2 separate regions of the Oryctolagus cuniculus genome follow, and region 2 is linked to region 1. Evidence: chromatin contacts called from public Micro-C data. All regions are on one chromosome and are shown on one strand. Each heading gives the region's core, a stretch centred on a gene start, on an enhancer-like site or on the middle of the called end of the contact. The rest is flanking DNA. Distances are from core to core; before and after follow the strand shown. Region 1 has its middle 18 kb from the start of GPRC5A. Region 2 overlaps HEBP1 (heme binding protein 1).

What was found. Hi-C and Micro-C count contacts between places; a contact is called where the count stands out from the background.
Region 2: a contact with region 1 is called in a Micro-C map of ear pinna, with 6 times the contacts expected there. The contact joins two enhancer-like sites. A contact is called at or near these places in 5 of 6 Hi-C or Micro-C datasets (ear pinna, embryonic fibroblasts, psoas muscle and 2 more).

Annotation. Positions count from the first base shown.
Region 1 is chr9:110,541,073-110,545,415 of mOryCun1.1, forward strand. No RefSeq gene overlaps it. Among named protein-coding and RNA genes, the nearest start is that of GPRC5A, 18 kb to the left of the region's middle. Within about 2 kb of position 2,314, at least 4 of the 8 cell types and tissues checked have an H3K27ac peak or open chromatin away from gene starts, as enhancers often do. A contact at or near this core is called in ear pinna, where this site is marked.
Region 2 is chr9:110,602,201-110,606,543 of mOryCun1.1, forward strand. All of the region lies in intron 3 of HEBP1 (heme binding protein 1), which reads right to left. It overlaps LOC127492066 (a long non-coding RNA gene), which reads left to right. Exons shown (of 4, transcript XR_011378999.1): 3 at 352-401; 4 at 1,021-1,175. Among named protein-coding and RNA genes, the nearest start is that of HEBP1, 22 kb to the right of the region's middle. Within about 2 kb of position 2,456, at least 6 of the 8 cell types and tissues checked have an H3K27ac peak or open chromatin away from gene starts, as enhancers often do. A contact at or near this core is called in ear pinna, where this site is marked.

The sequences.
Region 1 (4,343 bases), core at 1,064-3,563:
AGTTGGGGAGTTACTCCCTAAGAGCCTGGACTTCATCCAAGTAAGGAAAAAACCTGGGAGTGGCCGAGACGAGCTGAGGGTGGAGGTGCGTTAACAAACTGCAGGCGTTAACGTGCCACAAAGGTTTGGTTGATGAACTTTGCCCTAACACTAGTTTTGTATTGAAAAGGGAGTGACAAGCAATGACATGGATCCTTCTCAACTGTTCTAGTCTTTTACAAGAGGCCATGACCCCGTGAGGTTTGTTAGGAGGAGAAAACATCTGGCTTATTTTATATCTGTCAGAGTGCAGGGAACACACCATTCCCTACAAATGCACATCTCCTTCTCTTTCCTTCTCTGGCCTTCATCCTAAAACCAAGCCAAGAGGGTGGTGGTGGTGGTGGTGGTGGTTGTGTATGAGCAAAAGATGAAACTGCAAAAGGTTCTGGATCTTTCTTTTTTAAAAAAGTTTTTATCTATTTGAAAGGCAGGACAATAGAAAGAAAAAGAGAAATAGAGAGGGAGTGACAGAGCGAGATGTATTATCTGCTTGCTGGTTCACCCCCCTGAATGGCCCCAACAGCCAGTTTTGGGCCAGGTCAAAGCCAGGAACCAGGAACCCCATTTGGGTCTCTCAGATGGGTGTCAGGGACCCAAGTACCCAGGCCACCTTTCGCTGCCTTCCCAGGTATGTGAGCAGGAAGCTGGATCGGAAACAGCAAGGTCAGACTAAACCTGTGCTCCGATACGGGATGCCGGCACCATGGGAGCGGCTTAACCCACTGTCCACAACACCGGCCACAGGGTCTTCTTAACAGGCAGGAAAGTCTGCCTGACCTTTGTATCCACATGGCTGCCCCTCTACAAAACTGGAGAGCAGGGTGGGCCTTTGGTCCAGTGGTTAGATGCTGCTTGGGATGCCTGTGTGCATATCAGAGTGCTTGGTTTGAGTCCTGGCTCTGCCCCCACTTCCAGTTCCTTGATAAGGAGCATTCTGGAAGGGAGCAGGTGATGGCTCAAATCGTTGGGTCCCTGAAACCTACCCGGGAGACCTGGATTGATTTCCCAGCTCCTGCCTTTACAGCCCAGCCATGGCTGTTGTGGGCATTTGGGGGAGTTAACTAGTGGATGGGAGATCTTTGTCTACCTCTCTAATAAATAAAAAAAAATTTTTTTTTAAATCCCCAAACTTAATAGGATCTGGGAATGGCAGCCATCCCTGGGAACGTATTTTCTTTCTAAGAAAAAAAGTGGTCAGTGAGACTGAGCAAGTGGGCTGTGGCCTCAGTGAATTCTCCAGAAGCACTTGTCACCGCCCTTGGCTGTCAGCTCATCTCCAGGTCTCACGTCTTCTGCACATGTCTAAACTCCTCTGTTATTGAGACGATGTTTCAGGGGCTCTTCGCCTTGGAGAAGAGGAGTCCAAAGCTCTTCCTGGCGCCCCCATCTCCAGCTGGGCTGCATTAGATCGTGCTGAAAGCGTAGCCCCGCCTGGTGCCTGGGGGACGCCAGGTGATTGATAGCAGGGAAACAAAGTGCTGTCTCCTTGGAACTAAGTGGGGATAATGAAATAAAGCTTGACGATCTTTGTCATTTTTCATTGTCAGAAGAGAAAGAACCTGTGCCTCTGATTCACCGGGCAGTGCTGCCATACCCTCTGCTTCCACTGGATGGCGGTAAAACCCCAGGTTTGAGCCCTCAGGGACTCAGCCCTGTCAGCCACAGACCTGCAAAGTTGCTTTTCTGTGAAGCCAGCTGCAGCTAAAGGCCAAGGGGTGGGGGTGGGGGGCGTTTAAAAGGCTTTCCTTGCGTGTTTGTGCTCAGTCCTTTGGCAGAATTTCTTTGCCCTTTGTCTTCTTTTCGTGAAACTCTGCGAGGCGTATCCGGCCTATTTGCATGCAGTCTGGCGTCTTTACAGATAATCATCTCATAGGCTGCTGTTATTAATGTGAAGTCATATTTACAGGGTGAGAACCTTGGCTTCATGTTTGAAAAAGTGTGCCAAAACGGAGAGCTCAGGCTGACCCTGGACATGCAAGCGTCAGCCCCATTCCGCTGCACACCCGCCCCCGCCCCGTGCGTCCTGAGTTTCCTTCCTTTATTTCCAGATGTGAACTTTTTGCCAGGAGCTGACCGGTACCCAGCTGGTCTTTCCTTTCCTTGCCCGCCTCCTTCTGTTGCTACCGTTGTTTGCAGGTTTACTCACCACCCAGCCCCATGTGAAACATGGGATTACTTCAGACTGGGAGGCGACAGCAGCAGAAAAAATTTTTTCTCAAGTGTGGAGCGCTGAGACTCCTTGGTTTGTAGACTGCTACCCTTAGAAGTTCTGTGGCCTGGCCTTGTGGTTGTTTTCTGGAATTCCTTCTGTTCAGGCAGACCAAAGCTTTGCCCTTCTTGGCTCTAGGAGTTTCTAAGGGCACAGATGCATCCTTGTGGCAAATGTGTGGGTGCTTGACCCTGAGTGCCGCAACCTTCAGATTTCTAGAACCTTCCTGATCTTTCTGGAACACTCCAGAACCTAAGATTTGAGAGTTTGGGCCCTCCTTTTGGAGAAGAGGAAACTCAGGGCTGGTGGAGTTAAAACCACCAGGACCAGATTTCTGGGTCTCTGCTCTTTCTGCTGTAGATATGTGGTCAGTTCTAGACCCTTTCCCCAAGGGAGTATTGAGTAAAAAAAAATCAGATGAAATGAAATGAAATGACATATATTTTAAGCATTCCTCTTGTTTTCCTTTGCCCATTTGCCTTTTCTTCCCTTGATTTCTCCTCTGGTCGTCTTCTCTCCTCTACGTAAGCCATGGGGAGAGGGAGTGGGTGAGAACTGTGGGGAGCAATCCGGACTGGACTAAGTTACTGGAATTAAGACTTATTCTATGCATCTGCTCTCCCACAATATGGCGCTGGGAGAGAAGAAAACAGCTTCTGCACAGCTGCCTCCAGTTCAATCAATAAACTGTAGGACTTGCTCCTGATTGGAGAGCAGCGTACTCGGCGTGTGGGCAGCCGAGTTAGGATTGGCGGAGGAGGACTATAAAGGAGGAGAGAGACGGCATGCACCAGGAACATCTAAGGGGAACATCTAGCTGAAGGAGCACCTGTGCAGCCCCCGAGACGAGCCGGCCGGCGGTGTGCCGCTCCCCTGCGGAAGTGGGGAATGTGGCCAGGGGGAACTGCCCTTCCACGGAGGTGGAAGGGATAGTAGCCAACCCAGGAAGAACCAGCAGCAAACCCGGGGAGGGCCGAGCAGACGAAAGAACAGCGCAGGGTCCTGTGTTGCTCCTCCACGAAGAGGGGGAGCGACATAATGGTGCCGTGACTCGGATATGAAGCCTAGGCAGGGTTTGGTGTCGTTCCTCCACGAAGAGGGGGAGCGACAAGAACGGATGTTTTCTGGTTAACTATAGGTCCTTTGCTTCTTGGGAATGTAGGTTGTCAAAGCAGGAACCGCGACACGAGGCAAAGAGTTCGTCTTCATTTTCCCCGGCCCATGGGATAATCCTTCAACTTCCTTGGGACCAGTTTCGAGTCAGAACTCCACACTCTCTTCTCTGTGTGGAGGAACCAGGGGGCAGGGGCCACACCCCTGGAGAATCCCTCACTCCCTGTGGTGTGTGGGAGAGCACAGGAGGAGGGAGTCCTTGGAACGTTTTTGGAAGTAACTGTGTTTCTAACCCCCTAACTTGAGCCATGTGTCTCAATCACCAAGTTCAACCACTATCTTCAACAGGAAGGAAAATGAACTTCAGCGGAGTTTGGTTCACCCACATGTACGGAGCTGTGTGGTCCCAGCTGCTTCTCCTTCTTCTTCCCTATAATGACCTATCAATCTCACTGGATTTGTATCAACTCCATTCCAAAACCTCCTCTGTTGAGCCCCAGGAGCCACACCCTGAGCAGTAGGCGCTAGCACCGTTTCCTGTGATTATAAAAGCTGCTACTGGGCCGGCGCCGCGGCTCACTAGGCTAATCCTCCGCCTAGCGGCGCCGGCACACCGGGTTCTAGTCCCGGTCGGGGCGCCGGATTCTGTCCCGGTTGCCCCTCTTCCAGGGCCAGCCCTCTGCTGTGGCCAGGGAGTGCAGTGGAGGATGGCCCAGGTGCTTGGGCCCTGCACCCCATGGGAGACCAGGAGAAGCACCTGGCTCCTGGCTCCTGCCATCGGATCAGCGCGGTGCGCCGGCCGCAGCGCGCCGGCCGCGGCGGCCATTGGAGGGTGAACCAACGGCAAAGGAAGACCTTTCTCTCTGTCTCTCTCTCTCACTGTCCACTCTGCCTGTCAAAAAAAAAAAAAAAAAAAAAAAAAAAAAAAAAAAAAAAAAAAAAAGCTGCTACTTTCTCCAAGAAGATCGGCCATTCTTTC
Region 2 (4,343 bases), core at 1,206-3,705, 61 kb after region 1:
TCCTCCATATCCAGTAACTTTATAAGAGGTCCCAGCCTTCTCCCCAAGGAAGGCGCACCAGGAGAATCCTCTCTGCCGGGCGCCAAGAGGGCCACCTAGTCTGATAACATTGGGTAATAAAACCAGGAGGAATTTTACCTATTTCATACTCAATATATCCTTTGTCCAGGAGAAGTGGGTGGCAGGGAAGGAGAAATGGAGGGAAAACCTGGACCCCACATCCTTAAAAATCCCAGTCTAAATGTGGACTGGACACTGTCTCAGAACTGTCTGGAGAAGTGCCCAACCTTTCTGGGGGATGCCACCTTGTTTACCACTACTCTCAGCCCACGTCTGAAATTCTTTTCCTAGGGGAAGACAAGAATTCCTGTTCCAGCCATCTCCTGTAACCCTGGCACATGGTAAGGAATGATGTGAGGCCCATCTGTTGTGCAAATAGGGCCAGATGTTGTTATGCTCCTGGGAACTCTAATGCCCAACTGGGGGGTGGAGAGAGAGGACTAAGCAGGGGACTCCTAGAAGGACCTATCGGAGAAGTAAAAGGAGACCCAGCAGAGAGCGACAGGGTGAGGGTCACAATTCACTACTGGAGAACCCCCTATTCTTTTTAAAGTTTTTAATAGCTTGTGTTTTTTTCATAAATTTTTATTTATTTTCATTTTATCTGAAAGGTAAAGAGGGAGAGAGAGAGAGAGAGAGAGAGAGAGAAAGAGAGAGAGGGAAATATCTTCTACCAGCTGGTTCCTCAAATACCCATGCTAGCCAGGGCTAGGCTGGGGTTGAAGCCAGGAGCCTGGAATTCCATCCAGGTCTCCTATGTGGGTGGCAGGGATCCAAGTATTTGAGCCATCACCTGCTGTCTCCCAGGGTGCACATTAGCAGAAGCTTGACTTGGAAGCAGAGCTGGGACTCAAAGACTCAAACGCATGCACTTTGATATGGGATGTGAGTGTCACAAGAGGTGTCTTAATCACTGCACCAAACTCCTGCGTCATCCTCATTCTTTGTATTTATTTCCAGGCAGACTGAAATATTTGCAATTAAGGTAAGAATGTCCCTGTTGTTTCATCGAGGGAGCATTTTATCTTTAAAAAAATCTGGGAGAGAGAGAGAATCCAAGAGGGCTCCTATCCTCTGGTTCACTCCCCAAATAGTTACAAAATCTAGGGCTAGGCCAGGCAGAAGCCCAGAGCTGGAAACTCAAGCCAAGTCTCCCATATGAGTGGCAGGAACTTAACTACTTGAATATCACCACTGCCTCCTAAGGTCTGCATTAGCAGGAAGCTGGAGTTAGGAGTGGGAGCTGAGAATCAAACCCAGGCATTCTAATGTGAGACTTGGCAAGTTTGAATCACCAAGCTAAAGGTCCAGCCCATCATGGAAGGATTTTACTAGAAAATGAACAAAGCTGGGTGGGCGATGGAAATGTTAGGTAGAAGTTAGAAATTAGCCTATGTGTGTGTGAGAGGGCCTGAGGAAATTGATATCCACAGCAATCCAGCATCTGCACTGCACTTCAAAGTCCTGCCCAGGCCCTGGTAACCTTCCAGGTGATCCCAGCCCTTCCCCCAAGTTCTCTCTCCTCAGCACCAAATGGGTTACCTGGCATGATAAACATCCTTCCTCCTGGGCAGGCACCCCAGGGGAAAGCCCCTTGGCCTGGTGCAGCAAGACTCCCTCTGGCTGATAACAAACTTGGGAAGGAGTTTCCTAATTTACACCCAACAAACCCTCTGTCCTGGAGAAGGGGAGGGCGTAAAGAGACTCCCTTAAAAACTGGGAGTCTAAACAAAGACTGCACTCTCCGCTGGGCCGCCAGCCTGCCTGTCAGGGGTATTCTCTCCATTTAACCATGTAACCTCGGCACTCCACCTCTGCCCCTTCCATTCTGACGGATGTCCTGTCCCAGTAAAACCTTGTTACTTTGCTCTCTGTCTCAGGCCTAAATTCTTGAGTGAAGACAAGAACCCCACGACTTCTCTCTGCTCATTTAGCCCAGTTCACGCTAATTCCAATTACCGAACTGCGCAAAAATGCCTACCAGGAACTCAGCCCCAGAGTATGAAGGAAGCCCAGCTCTAGGGGCACTCAGCCATGATCCTGGACAGGTGGCTTCCCTCCTCCCTGCCCTGGCTTCCTGTCCGCACAGGGAGAATGACACAGTGCCCCAGCTCTCCCCGTTCAAAAGCGTGTCTGAGTGTGAGTTCAGGAATGCTCATAAAGTGCTTTGAGCTCCTGAGAGGAGATAAACACAAAGCATAGACTTTACTTTTGTAAGTCTGTTAATAAGTCTCTAACTCCCTCTCTTCAAAGAAGCTCTCCTCCAGGGCATTATATTTTATCTCAGCCAGTGCCAAAACGAAGAATCAGGTTACCATGGGAACAAAGGAATCAAACATAAGCGTGCCCTGGATTCCCGAAACACAAAGGGAGCTGACTGAAAAGGGCTGGAGGAGTTAGGGTGGGAGGAAGATGACGCTGCATTAGTAAGACTTGGCTAACCAAGGAGGGAGGCTCTTGTCCAAGGAGGCCAAAAATCATGTGTTGTCTTTTAGGGAGTGTCTGGTGCAGGCAAGCTGTGAAGAAGAAAGAGAAATAGAGTGCCTCTGGGCTTGTCTAAAACTTTAACACTCAACAGGTCAATGCACGGTGGCAGAGAATTGGCTGGGCATGCAGCTGTGTGCAAGGTAAAGGGAATATCAGAGTAGGAACTGTCCCAGCCACAGCCATTGTTTTTTAAGCATCTTTCTAGATGCTGGCAATGAACAACGTGACAAAATTCCTGGCCTCCCAGAGCTCCCAACAAGCAGAGACTGGGGGAGGCAGGGGATATGGTGTTGAGAGGAGCTGGATAAGGATGAACAAAGGTCTGGAGGGGATGCAGGTGGAGAGGGGACCTGTTGAGAGGTAGTGGGAGCTGGTGGGTGGGATGCTCTGAGATCAGATGGACAGTCAGAGGGGGCTGTGTTGTGGGGGAAGTAAATACCAAGACCTGGCATTTTTAGTAGGCTTTACTGTCTGGTATGCTATCAGGGACCCAAAGTCCACTCACCACCCTCCTTGTGGGAATGGAATGCTTCATTGCTATCTTGGGTGTTGGTACAAACCCAATGTGTACTGAGGTTGGGGCAGCCCTGAGGCCCACAACCAGGGCTGATCAGCCTCTGGGGAGGATCAGTTTCTTTTTTTTCCTTTTGAAAAAACCCATTTTTACTTATTTATTTTCATTTTATTTGAAAGAGAGACAGAGGAAAATCTTCAAACCACTGGTTCATTCCCCAAATATCCCCAATAGCCAAAGCCAATTTGGGCTGAAGCCAGGAACCAGGAACTCAATCTGGTCTCCCATACAAGTGGCAGGGACCCAAGTACTTGAGCCTGTTGCCTCCCAGGGTGCCCATTAGCAGAAAGCTGGATTGGAAGAAAAGCAAGAACTCCAACCCAGCCATTCTGGTATCGTATGCATGTGTCTTAACTGAGGTGCCAAATGCCCAGCAGAAGGCTCAGTTTCTGAGAAGAGCGGAGGTGACATAATTCGTGCTGTGCTTTAAGGCTAGTGAAGATAAAATAATGATTTGGAGGGAGCACTGGAAACCAACCAGTCGGTCACAGCAGTTGCTAGGTAAGTGGTGATGAAGACCTGTGGCAGAGTTGACAGGAAGGAAGGGACAATGGGGAGATGATAGGACCAGGCCAAGAATTAGGTGTAGAAGTTGAAAAAGTCAGAACCACGTGGGAGCTGAGTGGGACTTCTGGAAAATCAGAGAACACAGATAGGCTCCAGGTTTGGGAGGATCTGAGTTCTGCTTGGGACACACTGATGTGGAAGATGCTTGTGGAGCCTTCTCTGGTGCTGCCTCCTGGGGAGCTGGCAATGTGAGGCTGCCGCTTGGAGAAAAGGCAGCCCTCAGTGTGCTGACTTGGGCATCACCCATGCCGATGTGGTGACGGAAGCCCCTTGCAAGGATGAGTTTGCAAAAGGCTTGTGGGACAACTGGGGAAAATGAAATGAAATGGTGATTGATTAGGTTTAAGATATACAACCTTTCCACTGGCAAAGCTTTTGGAGGTGGCTTAAAGATTGATTAGAAGCACTCAATCAATATTTGCCAAACAGAACCAGACATTCCGCCTCAGCAGAATTGTCACATGTCTCTCCAGGTGGGGTTGGAATCCCTCTAGGGCAAGGACTTCATTGCCTGGCCATGTGTCCAGTTGTGTCAGATACCTTCTGTCACAATGCTTTTATTTTTCAGTAGATACACTCCTCCCTGGAGCTGGTGTTGCAGTGAATCGAGTTAAGCCACTGTCTGTGGTACCAGCGTCCCGTATGAGAACCAATT